2 separate regions of the Zea mays genome follow, and region 1 is linked to region 2. Evidence: chromatin contacts called from public Hi-C data. All regions are on one chromosome and are shown on one strand. Each heading gives the region's core, a stretch centred on a gene start, on an enhancer-like site or on the middle of the called end of the contact. The rest is flanking DNA. Distances are from core to core; before and after follow the strand shown.

What was found. A called contact is a pair of places that touch in the nucleus more often than the background predicts.
Region 1: a Hi-C map of ear shows a contact between it and region 2, with 2.3 times the contacts expected there. The contact joins the promoter of LOC100194053 here to the promoter of LOC100384594 in region 2. A contact is called at or near these places in 2 of 25 Hi-C or Micro-C datasets (ear and tassel).

Annotation. Positions count from the first base shown.
Region 1 is chr5:193,442,164-193,449,164 of Zm-B73-REFERENCE-NAM-5.0, forward strand. It overlaps LOC100194053 (Thylakoid lumenal protein TL20.3 chloroplastic), which reads left to right and starts at 5,471. Exons shown (of 6, transcript NM_001139110.1): 1 at 5,471-5,820; 2 at 5,914-5,943; 3 at 6,827-6,933. The coding sequence starts at 5,507. It overlaps LOC103627476 (probable acyl-activating enzyme 2), which reads left to right and starts at 4,073. Exons shown (of 2, transcript XM_008647772.4): 1 at 4,073-4,324; 2 at 4,522-5,360. The coding sequence starts at 4,579. The coding sequence ends at 4,986. LOC118471963 (heavy metal-associated isoprenylated plant protein 33-like) reads left to right here and starts at 1,522. Exons shown (of 3, transcript XM_035958902.1): 1 at 1,522-1,545; 2 at 1,857-1,932; 3 at 2,179-2,844. The coding sequence starts at 1,522. The coding sequence ends at 2,690.
Region 2 is chr5:193,080,472-193,087,513 of Zm-B73-REFERENCE-NAM-5.0, forward strand. It overlaps LOC100384594 (Ascorbate-specific transmembrane electron transporter 2), which reads right to left and starts at 4,385. Exons shown (of 4, transcript NM_001177098.1): 1 at 3,939-4,385; 2 at 3,114-3,162; 3 at 2,826-3,028; 4 at 2,208-2,750. The coding sequence starts at 4,088. The coding sequence ends at 2,442. TRNAP-UGG (transfer RNA proline (anticodon UGG)) reads left to right here and starts at 4,877; the gene lies at 4,877-4,948. It overlaps LOC100285314 (remorin), which reads right to left and starts at 407. Exons shown (of 5, transcript NM_001367221.1): 1 at 144-407. The coding sequence starts at 276. LOC103627474 reads right to left here. Exons shown (of 10, transcript NM_001350321.1): 10 at 7,010-7,042.

The DNA.
Region 1 (7,001 bases), core at 4,221-6,720, 360 kb after region 2:
GGCAGCAGGCTGCTGCGCTCTTGGGAGAGCAGCCCGTCTACCACGCCGTACAACGTACCATTGGCTGCGGGGCCGCCATGCCCCCAGTAGCGCTGCCCGGCAAGGAGGGTGGGTATTTGGGGAGTATCGGCGAAGTATTACTCAGGCCATCTAACTAACTCAGCTAATTTGCTGTTCCAGTGAACACAACTGAAGCCGTGTGTATTCCGTTTCATCATCGATTATATATATTATTATATACAAGTTAATGCAATATAGATACTGCTTTCTACCCACCCAATTATCCTAATAATATGTATTCACAGTAAATACAACAATCTCCTAGCAACAAAACCTTAAAAAATAGATGTATTCCTGAGCGCGTCACTTGTAGGCGTGGATGTAGTATTGGAAGTAGAAGTCCTAGATGAAGCTGGCAAGCCAGCGGGAGGCAGCGAAGCACAACACGATCGCCAACACGACCGCGGCCCTCTGAACAGTCGACGTGAGGATCGTTCCCTTAGCGACGGCAAGGAACCCGACGACGGCGACCGAGGCCACCTGCAGGGCAGCCTCGAGCGCCGCGTTGCAGCTCCTGCACTGTACCACGTGCGACCAGTACCTGCCATGGGCATCCACAGTTATATGTTTCCGTTGCAACGCACGGGCACACACCTAGTAAAAATAATAATAACAAAGCACTTCCTGACAAGGCCTCCCTATTTAAATCCCACCACCCGACCTCGCTCTTTCGCTCGCTGCCTCTAGCAGTCTCTTAGATAGTGTTTGGATGGATGGATGAGGAAGTATGAAGAGGGATGGGGTAGGATCATTCTAAGTTGACCCATGTTTGCTTTGGAGGTCTAGAGTCAGTTTTAAGAAATATTCTTCAAAAATAGTGGATGAGGCCATCCCTAAAAAAATAAGGGACAGGATCAACCCAGGATTGATCCCGTCCCATCCCTTGTTGATACCGAACCAAACACATCATTACTCTCTTCCACAAGCACCCAACCAGCCAGCCAGCCATTACTCGCAAGCTTGCTGCTGCTGGCTGCTGAAGGCACAACAGAGCTAGCAAAGGCTTCCATCCAAAGGCGGGGCGGGGGGCGACTCTCTCAGGCAAAAATAAAAGCTTGGTAAGCACCTGCCATCTCTGTACGTAGACAGAGCTGAGTTGGGTCCGGCCGGCGCGTGTCTCTTCTTCCTCTTCCTCTTCTTCCTCTTCCTCCCGCCTCCCATCACGAACTCTTCTTCCTCCTCCTCTAAACCACACCGCAGGCGCAGGCGCTTGGATCGCAAGCCTCGCTCATGGCTTTCTGGCGAGTAGCGGCGACAGGGATCTGCTTCTTCTCTCTCTGCATTCACTCTTCTCTGAGTGAGTGAGTGGAGTGAGTGCGTGTATGTGTGTGCAAGGACGGTGTTTTACTGCGCGCCATTAAAGTCCTCTGTGTCTCTCACTCACGCGCGCGCTACTGAATGAGAGCCGTCTTCTCCGACACACACCCACCCACACCCCCCCCACACACACACCGCCGGGAAATGTTGCTGTTGTTCTCTGTTCCTGTTCGTGTTCTTCTCCCGCCGCTGATTCCAGCGTTTCCGAACCAGATGTGAAGCCGCTTGCTCTGCGATTGATGGTTGCGGGCTGCAACGTTGTCTGAGGTGCGTGGTCAAGTCGAGGCGAAGATGAGCAGGTGAGTTCGCTTCGCTCTGCTTCTGCTTCTTCTTGCCGTTCGACTCAACCACCGCACCCCACCTACACACACGCACACAGGTTCATTGTTTTTGTTCATTCCAACACGAAGTGTGTGCATGCCTGTTCTCTGAACATCCGTTCTTTTTTTTCTTCTGTTGGATGGTTGGTTCACTCCCAGACCTGCGCGCTGAAAGTGAATATCCACTGCGATGGGTGCGAGAAGAAGGTCAAGAAGATCCTGCACAAGATCGATGGTAACAAACAAACATTCTTCTAAGTCAAATTGCTTCATTCTTTTTCTTTCTTTCTTTTTAAAAAAGACCCCGGGCTTTGCTCTCTTGTGTTGTGCTCGCACAACTCACTGCCTTGGATCCTAGTAAACGCTTGGTTCTGTTCTGTCTGCTCAGATTTGCTGCTTCTGTGTTCTGAAAACGCATTTCCCCCTCGTAATCTTATCGTAAGTAGGAATAGAAATGAAAAAGTGCTGCGCTGATCTGCAGGCGTGTACCAGAGCAGCATAGATGCAGAGCAGGGGAAGGTGACGGTGTCCGGCCTCATGGATCCGGCCACCGTCATCAAGAAGCTCAACAAGGCGGGCAAGCCGGCGCAGCTGTGGGGCGCCAAGCTTGACGTGGTGAGCCAGCTCCAGAAGCTGCAGCTTGGCGGCGGCGGCGGCGGCGGGAAGGACAAGCAGCCCAAGGGTGGCGACGGCGGCGCGAAGGGCCAGCAGACCAAGGGCGGCGGAGGAGAAGGAGGAGGAGGCAAGGGCGGGAAAGATGCGAACATGGTGCTGCCGCAGCCGACACCACAGCAGATGCAGCAGGTGATGCAGATGAAGGGCATGAAGCTGTCTCATGTGCTCGGTTGGGCGCGGGTGGGCGGCGAGGTTTCGCGGTGGCGGGGTTTTCGGTGCTCGGTTGGGCGCCGGTGGGTGTATGGTAGGCGGCGAGGTTTCGCGGCGGCGGCGAGCGTTCGGTTGCGGCGATTTTCGCGGGGGCTAGGCGTGCGGTAGCAGCGATTTTCGCGGGGGCTGGGCGCGCGGTAGCAGGAGGAGGTTGTAGAGGCGGGGGCAGTCTACGCTCCACTCTTAATAGTTGTAGAGATATCATGTAATAGCCACTACTAAAATATCCTAATAATCACGATATTATGCATGTGGATCATGAATTCTTCATTCATAACAAGTGCATGCACACCTACTTATATTTCCAATATCACGAATTCCTCCAAGTCGCTTGGTTTCTACATGTCGTTTCCACTTAGGGCTTATTCGGTTATCCGGGGTTCATTATAGAACTATACCTACCTAGAATAATTGTCTAATTTGTATAATAATTGTTCACCTAGAACAATTCATGACCTCATTCTGATATAACCGAACAACCCTATTCGATGAGAGAGTATGATGATTTATCACATATATCTAAATCCAGACAAGCACATGTTCTAAGACATTTATAGAAACAATTGCTCAAGTATTGGCTTAGGATTTTAGAACTTAGGATAAGAAATAAAGATTCAGATTTTTTACCTCCCTTATTACCTCAATCACTTTTATCACGATTTTTAATGTGTATTCACTTTATTGCCTTTTTAGGTTTATCATATTATTAGTACGGGCATCTTAGTAGTAGATAAATAAATTTTCAATTTAGTATATGTCCTAGTGCTTCATGGTCCATTCAAACATCAACAAAGCACAGAGAAAAAAGTTACCGGTCACGGCCATAGCTAGAACTTGGAATCGAATGAGTTCTAGATGAACAACTACCATTAGCCTATTACTTCCTTGAATTAATTGCTACAATATTTCTTCAACAGGGTGGATGAGCATGCAAGTTAATTTGAGGTTGTATCTGCCAAATGACGATGACAATTTCAGTACAGAAGGATAATAATGGTCATAAGCATCACATAACAAAAGGCCAGGGGCTTACTTTTCTGGAATAATCTTTGTGGCTAAAAGAATTCGGAATAATCTTTGTGGCTGAAGGCAGAAAACCACGAGCACATAAGCTTTGGAGTCATGCTCATTGTACTATCACATATATATTACCACATAATAAAAGAGGTAAAGTATGAATCATATATTTTAAATAATAGATCAATTATGCCATTTAGTGATAAAGCTTTGGAGTCTGCTGTACGGCATTCGCCTCCAGCGACGGCCGCGCTTACACGTAGTGGTGCCACTGCTAGAATTTGTCAGGAACACAAGCACACAAGAATCCGAAAATGAAAGGCAGCAGCCAGCAGGGAACACGCCGGGCCTGGAACTGGGTCAGTGCCGTCTACAGGTGGTGGACGCAGTCGTATGTGTTGATGTCGTCTGCCGTGCACCTGAGGTCCAAGCGCCGCCGCCCGCACGAGTGCTGCTCGCCGCGCGCCTGAGCGCCATCCGCAGTTCGTTCAGGCCGCCTAGGCCGCACGTCCGACTCCCGAGCGCTGCCAACCACACACCTAAACGCGCCGCTCACGCCCATCAGCTTCCTCGAGCGCACCACGCTCGTCTACCCCGACCGCCCCTCCATCGTCGCCGCTGGACACGACGCCGCGCCGCCGCCCCGCACCTGGCGGCAGACCCGGGACTGCTGCCTCCGCCTCGCCGCCGCGCTCGCGGGGCTCGGCGTCGCGCGCCGTGACGTGGTAAGTCTCTGTCCAGCCGTTGCCTTGCCTCGGTAGATTCGGGCGTTATTTACCTGCCGCCGTCCAAGCATTCACTTTTACTGCTCTTGTTGTTCTCCATCCTGGCTGTCTCTCTCGATTTGCTGCTGCTTCTAGTACCGAATCGAATCGAACTTGCCGACCGGTCCTCAACCGAAGCCGTTGCTGCCCCCGTGTAGGTTGCGGTGTTCGCGCAGAACATCCCGGCCTTCTGCGAGCTCCACTTCGGCATTCCCATGGCGGGCGCCGTGATCTGCGCGCTCAACTCGCGGCTCGACGCCGGCATGGCGTCCGTGCTGCTGCAGCACTCGGAGGCCAAGGTCGTGTTCGTGGACGCCGTGCTGCTGGGCGTCGCCCGGGAAGCGCTCCGCTTCATCTCCCAGCAGGCCGGCGGAGCGAGCAGGGTACCCGCCGTGGTGCTAATCAACGGGGCGCTCGACGAGCCGCCGCCAGCGGCGACAGGAAACAACAAGATCCCAGGCGTCGATCGATGCTACGAGTACGAGGCCCTCCTCAGCAACAGCAGAGGCGGCGATCCAGAGTTCTTGATCCGGTGGCCGGACGATGAGAACGAGCCGATCGCGCTGGATCTGCGTGCAGGGGCGGTGAATCGCGGGGAGGGGCGCTGGATCTGCGGGCGGTGAATCGCGGGGGGGGGGGGGGGGGCGGTGAATCGCGGGGAGGGGCGCTGGATCTGCGGGCGGTGAATCGCGGGGGGGGGGGGGGGGGGCGGTGAATCGTGGGGAGGGGCGCTGGATCTGCGGGCGGTGGGTGAATCGCGGGGGGCGGGGGGCGCTGGATCCGCGTGCGGGCTGACGTGAGCGCTGAGCGGGATTCGCGGCGTGGACGTTGAGGCGGGGGCAGTCTACGCTCCACTCTTAATAGTTGTAGAGATGTTATCGGCTATGTGCACTCTAGTTGTGTAGAGGATGGCTTCCATGTTGTATCTGCGTGATGCTAACTCTTGAGGGCGTTTAGTTTGTGAATGTGATAATGCAGTAGCGCCGGATCTTTTCTTCGCGCCCGTGTCGCGAGACGGCTCCGCTAGCAGTTACGTGTTCGCGCGCAAGCCGCCACCACCACCAGTCTGTCCCGTTCCCCACCTCACCCTCTTCTTCCCTATACTCGGGCTACACCTGCGACCACTGCTCACCTGTCGCGGCCATGACTCCCGCATCCACCTCCCCTCTCGCCGCCGCCGTCCTGCCCACGAACTTATCTTCCTTCTCTCGCTGCCCACCTCGCCGCCTCCCGCGCATCTCCTGCCTGGCAGCGCCCGAACGCGGGGGCAACAATGCGTCGAACGCCTCGCCGGCACCGCAGCAGCCGAGGTGGGGTGCCGCGGTATCCGCCGCGCTCGCGGCGGCCGTGGTTGCCGCCTCTATGCCAGCTTACGCGGACCTGAACAAGTTTGAGGCCGAGCAGCGGGGCGAATTTGGCATTGGCTCTGCCGCGCAGTTCGGCTCGGCCGATCTCAAGTATGCCAGCACCTCTGCTTCTTCATCTCTTCTTCATGACCATTTTGTTGTTACATTGCCTAGGTAATTTGCTTTGTTTTAATGGTCTTACAGGAAGGCTGTCCACGTTAACGAGAACTTCAGGTGGGTCCTTAATTTCACTTGTACCGAGTTAGAATCCCCTAGTTTTTCAATGGCAACATTAAAGGAATAGTTAGTAGAAAGGAAATATATTTTCAACTTCGATAATTATACCGGATATAACTTAGCTTGCTTTCTGCCTGTTTCGGTCTGATGTGATTTTGGCCGTATGGAAATTTAAGTATTAGCGATAAACTTCACGGATATAACGATGGCAGTTGTGAGTTTATAAACTGAATTGTTTCCAAAATAGTCCAGCATTGTGTGTGTATGCATTTTATGAGCATTGCTTTAACTCATAGTTACAAGTTACTAGATGGAAACAACTTGTTGTATGAAATGCCTATTTATGGAGAAAGTGTGTAACAAATATGCTACAGAATTACTATAACGCCCCGTTTGGATCCTTGGAATTGAATTCCATTCTAATAATAGTAATTTAGACACATATCAATTAAGTTAATTTGGTTTTATACAAAATATATTGTATACTATTATTAGCATAATGTCGGGGATATTTATGTGCTACATTTTTACTATGGATGAGTGAGTCGTAGAGCGTCAAGTTGTAGAGTAGAAACAAATTCTACTGATACATAAAATCATTTCACGTCCTCTACCCTATTAATTTGAGATATGCTTATATCTGAACTTTAGAAAGTGGTGGAATGTTAAATTCCAAGGTAATATGTTACTTTATTAAGTAAATTCCAATTCCTCCAAAATGAATGAATCCAAACGACCCGTAACTGTAAGTACAGTGTTGTCAAACCAGAATAAGAGTAATTATCTGTGATATGGATAAGGTCATAAGGATAACTAAAGGAACAATAGTTTTTTCTATTCCTCATCTCTCATTTACATAATGCATCATTTGTTGCTTTAGGCGGGCCAACTTCACATCCGCTGATATGAGAGAGTCAGATTTCAGTGGTTCCACATTCAATGGTGCCTATCTTGAAAAGGCTGTTGCTTATAAGGCAAATTTCACTGGTGAGCGAAACAACTTTTTATTAGGCAGATAGGTCAATATTCACTTTCTATATTCTCATACATGATGT
Region 2 (7,042 bases), core at 3,135-5,634:
GCACAGGCACAAGCTGACAGCGCTCTCGAAATTCACGGAGGAAAACTAAGTTTGCCTTGTGCGAAGAAACAGAGAAAAAAAAAACTCAGGACAGGGTGCTAGGAAGAACACCTAGGGGCTAGCGAAGTGCTTGTACTACTCACTGTCAACGACGATCAGGGCCTTGGAGTTGGAGCCACCAACCGGAGGCCCAGGCGCGGTGACGCCGGCCTCCTCCTCTGCCACGGCCTTTGCCGCCGTCTCCGCAGCCGGCGCCGCCTCCACCACCGCAGCCATCTATCTACCTCGCAGCTCACGTACGCACAGGCACAGGCGAATCGGCCTAGGCTGTGCCGAGTTTTCTGGAGTTGGTTTCGAAGCAGCTGGGGGCGTGTACCGTGTACGTGGCCGCACGCTGATAAAATATATACAGCGTCGTCCGCGCCGGCCGGGTTTAGCAGCTGGCGAGGCGTGGAGTGGAGTGAGAAAGCTTAAGACTTTGCGAGCAGGCGCGCGAAAGTAAACACAAGTTAGTTGTGACCGCAGGATTAGGACACCGCTGGTACGCGCCCGCTATACAGCGTCGTTCCCAACCGCTCGTTCCAAAGCAGACAGACAGCTTTGGTAGCCTTCGTCGTTGCGGTCCTCGGCTGAAACTGAAAATTCCCGATCAGCAGTTGTCGCCGCGCGACGGCCGCACCGAAGCCTGGACGGCCGGCGCTGGCGCTTGATCTGGCATGTTCAGATGACGCTTGTCGGTGGCTCGGCGCGCGCTAACCGATCGAGCTTGCATACAATACAATGGGAATGCTCAACCATAAGCCTCGTTCCCCTTCCTTCCTGTCAGCTTCTTGCAATCATCTTTTCCTCGTTTTGTTATTTGAGACTCACATGCTTGATAACCTGTAAAAGAACCGCACAATGGTCGACACCTCCTTTATGTATTTTAGTTACGCAATAAATCGCTGTCCTGTCACATGTACCATGCCTTCTTATATTTATGTAGTCTGATATTTTCAATGGCTCAGTAGTGCGCTTAACTTTCTTCAGAACTATTCCTCATTTGATAAACATACATGTCTATCTATGTTCATTACAATATGGGGGATATCAGTTAATGGTAGTTATGGGCTGTCGATGACACTTACATTATATTACTTGAAGTGCGCTCTTTTTAAATTATGCTTTTCATCGTAGTCTGGTTGGGCTGAAGGTTCTGGCAAGTTGATTGCGCTCCAGCTAAAATCTGATTCTGCTTGTAAGTCATGCAGTGGCGGACCCAGAAATTGGCTAAGGCCCGGGCCAAAGTGACTATAAACTTTATACATCTTCGTTTTGATTGTTACTGGCTTCTTGTATCTGAAACATTTTACAAACACAATAAAACTCTATAAAACATCTAATTAAAGCCTTAAAAGTTAAAAGGATAGAGAAATTAAGGGCACTGTTGAACACTTGAACACATACCGTCTACCGAGGAGGCCAGGAGGGCGCGGCCGTGCGGGCGCCGCGGTGTTGGCTGGCGCACGGCGTCAGCTGGCCGCGCCGCAGAGGGCGCGACGACGCGTGGCCGGGCTGCGGACAAGGCCAGTTGGCTAGCGCGCGGCGTCGGGTGGCACTGGCAGAGGGCGTGTGGCTAGGCTCGCGACCTAGCGTGCTCCCTGGCCCATGCTTCCCGTGACTCCGTGTGAGCTTCTGAGCGGACACGACCACAACTGATGAGGGTGTGAAGAAGCTAAACTTCTAACTATAATGCATGATTTTGAAAAAAAAAATGAGATTTTAAAGAAAAAAATTATGAAGGATTTTGACTTACTCGGATTTAATCCCACTTAATCCCGTCTAATCAACATGGATTGAGCATTAAACAATCATGCCCTATATAGTATGGTTTTAAAGACGAGTAAACGGTATATCACATACAATCCCAATTGACAAATATACCCCCACCGTCTTATCGGATTATTATTGGATAAAAATAACTCCATTATGTTTTTCTCATGCACTACAGCAAACCCGTGCAAATAAGTGGGAACTGAGACGATAGATAACTCCATTATGACAGTGAACATGCATATAACCTTTATCACTTTCTGTTAGGTAGTTCCAGTGGCTGATTCTGAACCAGCACAATTCAAAGTCAGCTCAATTTGCAATAAATATCAGCAAAACAGTAGAGATAGCGCATTTATCAAGAAGAATACTGATGAAAGCAAATACAGACATTTATGAAGCAGGATATTCAATTTTGCATATACTGAAATTTTGAAGTATCACAGAATGTATCTCTACTAATCCTTAAGACAATAGTGTAGACATATACAAACACAATGAAGATGCACTATCTTCTTATCGTGATAACTCCATGATCTTCTTCTCCTTAATAAAGAGAGATGAATATCTTAGCTCCATATGGTAACAGCCAATCCTGGCAACTGCATATGATGTACATTTCATTTGTACTAGTTTTCTGGAATTGGAACATAACCCTGTGGTTCTTCAAGGCGAACTGGAGCTATAGCAGCCACCACAACAGAGGCACCAAACAACACGACAACCAACGCTGTGAAGTTCACCAAGAATGCCTCTGTGCCGTATTTGTCGAGACCCGAGCTCTCGAGGAAAGTGAGCTTCTCAAGAAAGCCGAGTTCCGCATTAGCCAGTGCTAAGATGTAGACAAAGAGCCCAAAGAGTATGTGCCAAGGAAGAACACCCTTCTTCACGTTTGGCGCAGCACCAGGGAAGAAGAATGTAACGAATCCAACTATCCACTGTGATAAATTAGGCAAATATAAGTGCAATCCCAATCCAACTATCTAACTTTGCCATCATATGCATGACCTTACCTGAATACCATACAAAGTAATCGTCCCTATCCCAATCCAAGAGTGCAAACTGTAAAGATTGGCAATCCCACTCTCATTATGATTTTTGAAGGCGAAATATATTCCAACCGCACCAAGGACAAGTGCAATCCCGTGGAGAACTAGATGGATCAGCTTATTTGTCTCGTGGTTCGATGTTGGAAGTACCCTGTATACCATTATAGCTGACAACGACGAACAAGATGTTACTAAACTAAAATCTGTCATGTGACAGAAAAGAGAAGCCTGGAAAACATTTAAATCATTTACCTTCGCCGCCGATGATAATATAACCGATAAGCATAAGAACAGGGTGAACCTGCAATGTTTAACATGTGATGGACTCTAAATCAACTTATTATTCTGATTCAGTTTCAAAAAATAAAAACTTATTGCTCTGATTCACTAAAAACTGTACAGACGAAACAAATGGTTAGCTTGAAGCAATAGATAGGGTTTCGTGATTTGAAAGGTAATTGATGAAACCTCAGGAGGGCAGGCAGACAGCAAAATGCTTTCTAACTAACATAGGCCACAACCTCAGCCAAATAAACACGTATTAAGTGCTCTGCTAGTTTTAGCTAGAGATTCTGAATAGCGGCATAATTGAAGTCCTGGATTGCAGAGAACTGAAGGTCCAAAAGCTGATGGCTCTTTGTGAATTCTAGCTCATGGCCTCTCTCTCTCTCTCTCTCTCTCTAGTTTGAGAGGATTCGTGGATCGTAGAATCTGGGCGAGCTGGATTGTGTAATTTAGTACTCCACAATCCAGCTCGTGCAGCAGCCTATGTGTAATTTAGTAGAAAGCTACTACGGGGTATAAAAGATAGAATCCACAATCTCTGACTGAAGCAAAGAAAGCTAGAATCCACACGCTCGCCGACAGAACTGCACAATAACACTTCTTGATAATTCTATAATTCTACTAGATTTAAATTTCCTCACTTTTCTAGCTCGTGAAGCAGCCTACACGCGCTCACGTCGACGCGACGTCAAAGGGGAAAGAAAGCAAACAAAAGGGAAAACACGCGTCCCCAAAACAAGTTGTCGGCGTTGAAGCAACCAGCGCGGGGAGGGGAGAGGCAGTAGTACCCACGTTGAAGATGAGGTTCTTGTTGGTGGCCTCGATGGCGAGCCCACCGCGGAAGTAGATGGCCCAGACCAACACCATGGCCGCCGCCGCGACGGCCAGCGCGTGCGCCGCGTACGTGAAGGGCGCCGCCCGCACGCCAAGGCCAAGCCCCATGACGTTTTCTTCGCTTTCCTCTTCGTCGCCCCCTTTGCCTTGCCACCCGCGGCGCGCTGCTGCTGGCACAGTGCCACCAACGCTCAACGGCGTCCGACGCAACGACTGGAGGGACTGAATGCGGGAGCGTGGTGTCCCCGCACCGTCGTCTCCTATAAAAATGGCAGGGATTTCGTTGGTTTTTGTTGTTTGGTTTTTTCGCTGTCACTAGAGCATTCTATCGAACATGTTCGGTGTACGAGTACCTTATATAACTTGGTTCATATCTGTAGATTCTCGTGCTACCGAGAGCTCAAGTTTTTAGCTTGTTACTTCTAGCGTGATCCGTAGCCTTCGTGTGTGTTGAGATTTGAGAAGAATCAAGGTGCCACCTGCGTCCGCGGGACCCAGCGCGAGAAAGCAACAGCAAATCGCTAGCGCGGAAAAAACTTGCACCGGTCTGGCGACGACCGGTGGGTTGTTGGAACTCGTGACCAAGAGCTGTGCTACCCTTTGAAGACCAGAGGATAGCATACTTCGTCTTCTCCTGTGCTCTGGTGTTATCAGGCTTGGTGACGTGGTCAGTGGTCACTAGCATGGGTCTCTGATTCTCCGTCCGCCGACTACAAGGTTACAGGTAAACTTCGTGAGGATCGCTGGCTGATGGTAACTGATTGCGGAAAACTGGCATGAGGGCCGCGTGAGAGTTCAGAACTCGGCGTTTGCGTTTTGCAGCCCTGCTCCCGCGTCTTCCTCGTCGTTTCGTAATGATCCTATAATTAACCTAGCGTTTGATGTCATAAGCATAAGGGCATTTGGTCTAGTGGTATGATTCTCGCTTTGGGTGCGAGAGGTCCCGAGTTCGATTCTCGGAATGCCCCTATATTTATAAAATATTTTTTTTATTTCTGTTGATTGTCTGGGCTGCTTTTTTGTTGCAATTTCTTTTGCTGGTTCAGACACATGAATATGATTGATATATTTATTTCCATGTACTAGTTTGGAACATGGTAACGATATTGGTATATATAGAGGCAAAATAGTACTTAACTCCACGACTTCCGCACAGAATTACAAAAAATGTGGTGCTAACTGCTAGAGCTGTTTACGCTGCCGTTTCAGCCAAAAAAAATGATGTGTATTCTAGCTTTTATTCGCTAGTGGGAACTGCTGCTTGGCTCGTTCGTCTGCTGCGGGCCGCTGGCCGGAACATCCGGCTGCGCCGTCGACTGAGAGTTGCCCGCGTCTCCGGCCGGCGCACTGTGCTCGTTATCATCGTCTCGCTTATTTTCATTCGCGTCCACGACGGGTGCCGATGCCCGGCCGGCGTGCCGCGCCTGGGGAGGAAGCCGGTCCAAACGGGCCTTGGCGTGGGCGCTTCGGGAACTGGTCGCGGCCTGCTCGGAACGGGCGGGGGGCCGGAAACCGGCGCTGCGGCGCAGGTGGACGTTGTTGCCCTTGGGAGTAGAACGGGTGGGGGCATGACTGACGGCTGACGCTGCTGCGGCGCGGGCGGACCGCGGACGTCCTTGGAAGTGGAACGTCCCGTATACCGGCGTCTCGTGGTACTGCGACCCGAATGCGGTCTGGCCTCCGACTCCGACCAACGAACGGGGAATCGGCGCCGGCGGACGGTTCTCCAGCACTTTCGCCGGCAGATCGCCTCTGTTCGTCAGGTACTCCGCGGCGAGGCGGCCGGTAGCCATCAGAACGGCTTCACTCTCTTGCGGTGCCATCTGCAGTTCAGGCGGCACCGGGGGGCGGTAGGGTGGACCTGGCCCGTAGCCGAAGCCGCTGCCATATAGTACCCTCGTCCTGGCTGCATCGTCGGTCGTAATTAGACGGGACTCTGTTTCTTGACGTCCAGAAGACGAACGCGTGCCGACTGAACTTGAGGCATCGAGGGGTTAGGCTTGTTCGGTTATTTTCAATCCATATGGATTGAAAGGGATTGATACGGATTAAACGAATTTTGATTTACTAGAGATTGAAACCCCCTCAATTCCTCTTAATCCATATGGATTAGAGTAGAACCGAACATAGAGCGAGTTCGATATTCGTCTCCGACTCGGGCACACAGGAGTTTTTTTTTTAATTCTCTTTTTCGAGGAACTCACTGATAGTCACAGTATGTCCTTGTTTTTTTAAGAAAATAACAATGTGGCCTAGTTTTTTTTAAAAAATAGCAATGTAGCCTAGCATCTATCAATCTTTATACTCGGATCAAAAACAAATTCTAATCTGCAAATTTCAAGTGTTTGTGGCTTTGTGTCGGCCTGTTTGTTTCAGCTTTTTTAAGATTTTGCACTTTTTAGCTTTTGAATTTTCTAAAACCTAAACAACTTTCATAGGTTAAAAGCCCTAAAGTTCATCCTAGTGAGCTTCATAGGGTTTTTCACTTTTGAATGGTCCAAAAAATTGAAGTTCAAAATCTCTAAAAAGCAGAAACAAACAAGCCCAAAGCGATAGCCCAAGTACCTATCTGTTGAAGGCCCTGTTTGCAATAGCTCCAGCTCCAGAAATTTCGTGGAGTTGATGGAGCATGTCATTAGGTGCTCCAGAAAATCGTGAAGCTAGCATTGTAGGTTTTTAGAAGACATTTAGATAAGTTATTTTATTTATTATATAGATTAAAATAGTTTTAAAACTATTTAAATTGATATTATAAACTACAGCTTTACATTGGAGCTGGAACCTAGAGACATCCTAAACATCCCCTAAGATATCGAATTAAGCAGTAGACTAGTGACATATAAGCCTGAAAATGAAGCCAAACAAATGGGATAGACAAAAGACCTTTGAGGATACGCACCTTTGGGGATATGCCAATAATGCCATACCCTCACAGTTTCAGAAAATGAATAGCTATCCATGCCGCCATGCGAGCATCATAAATGCAAACACATGTCAACAAGATTACTGCAGTGAAACCTGAACCTATAGAAGATGATAGTGGCACATAAATTTCATATAAG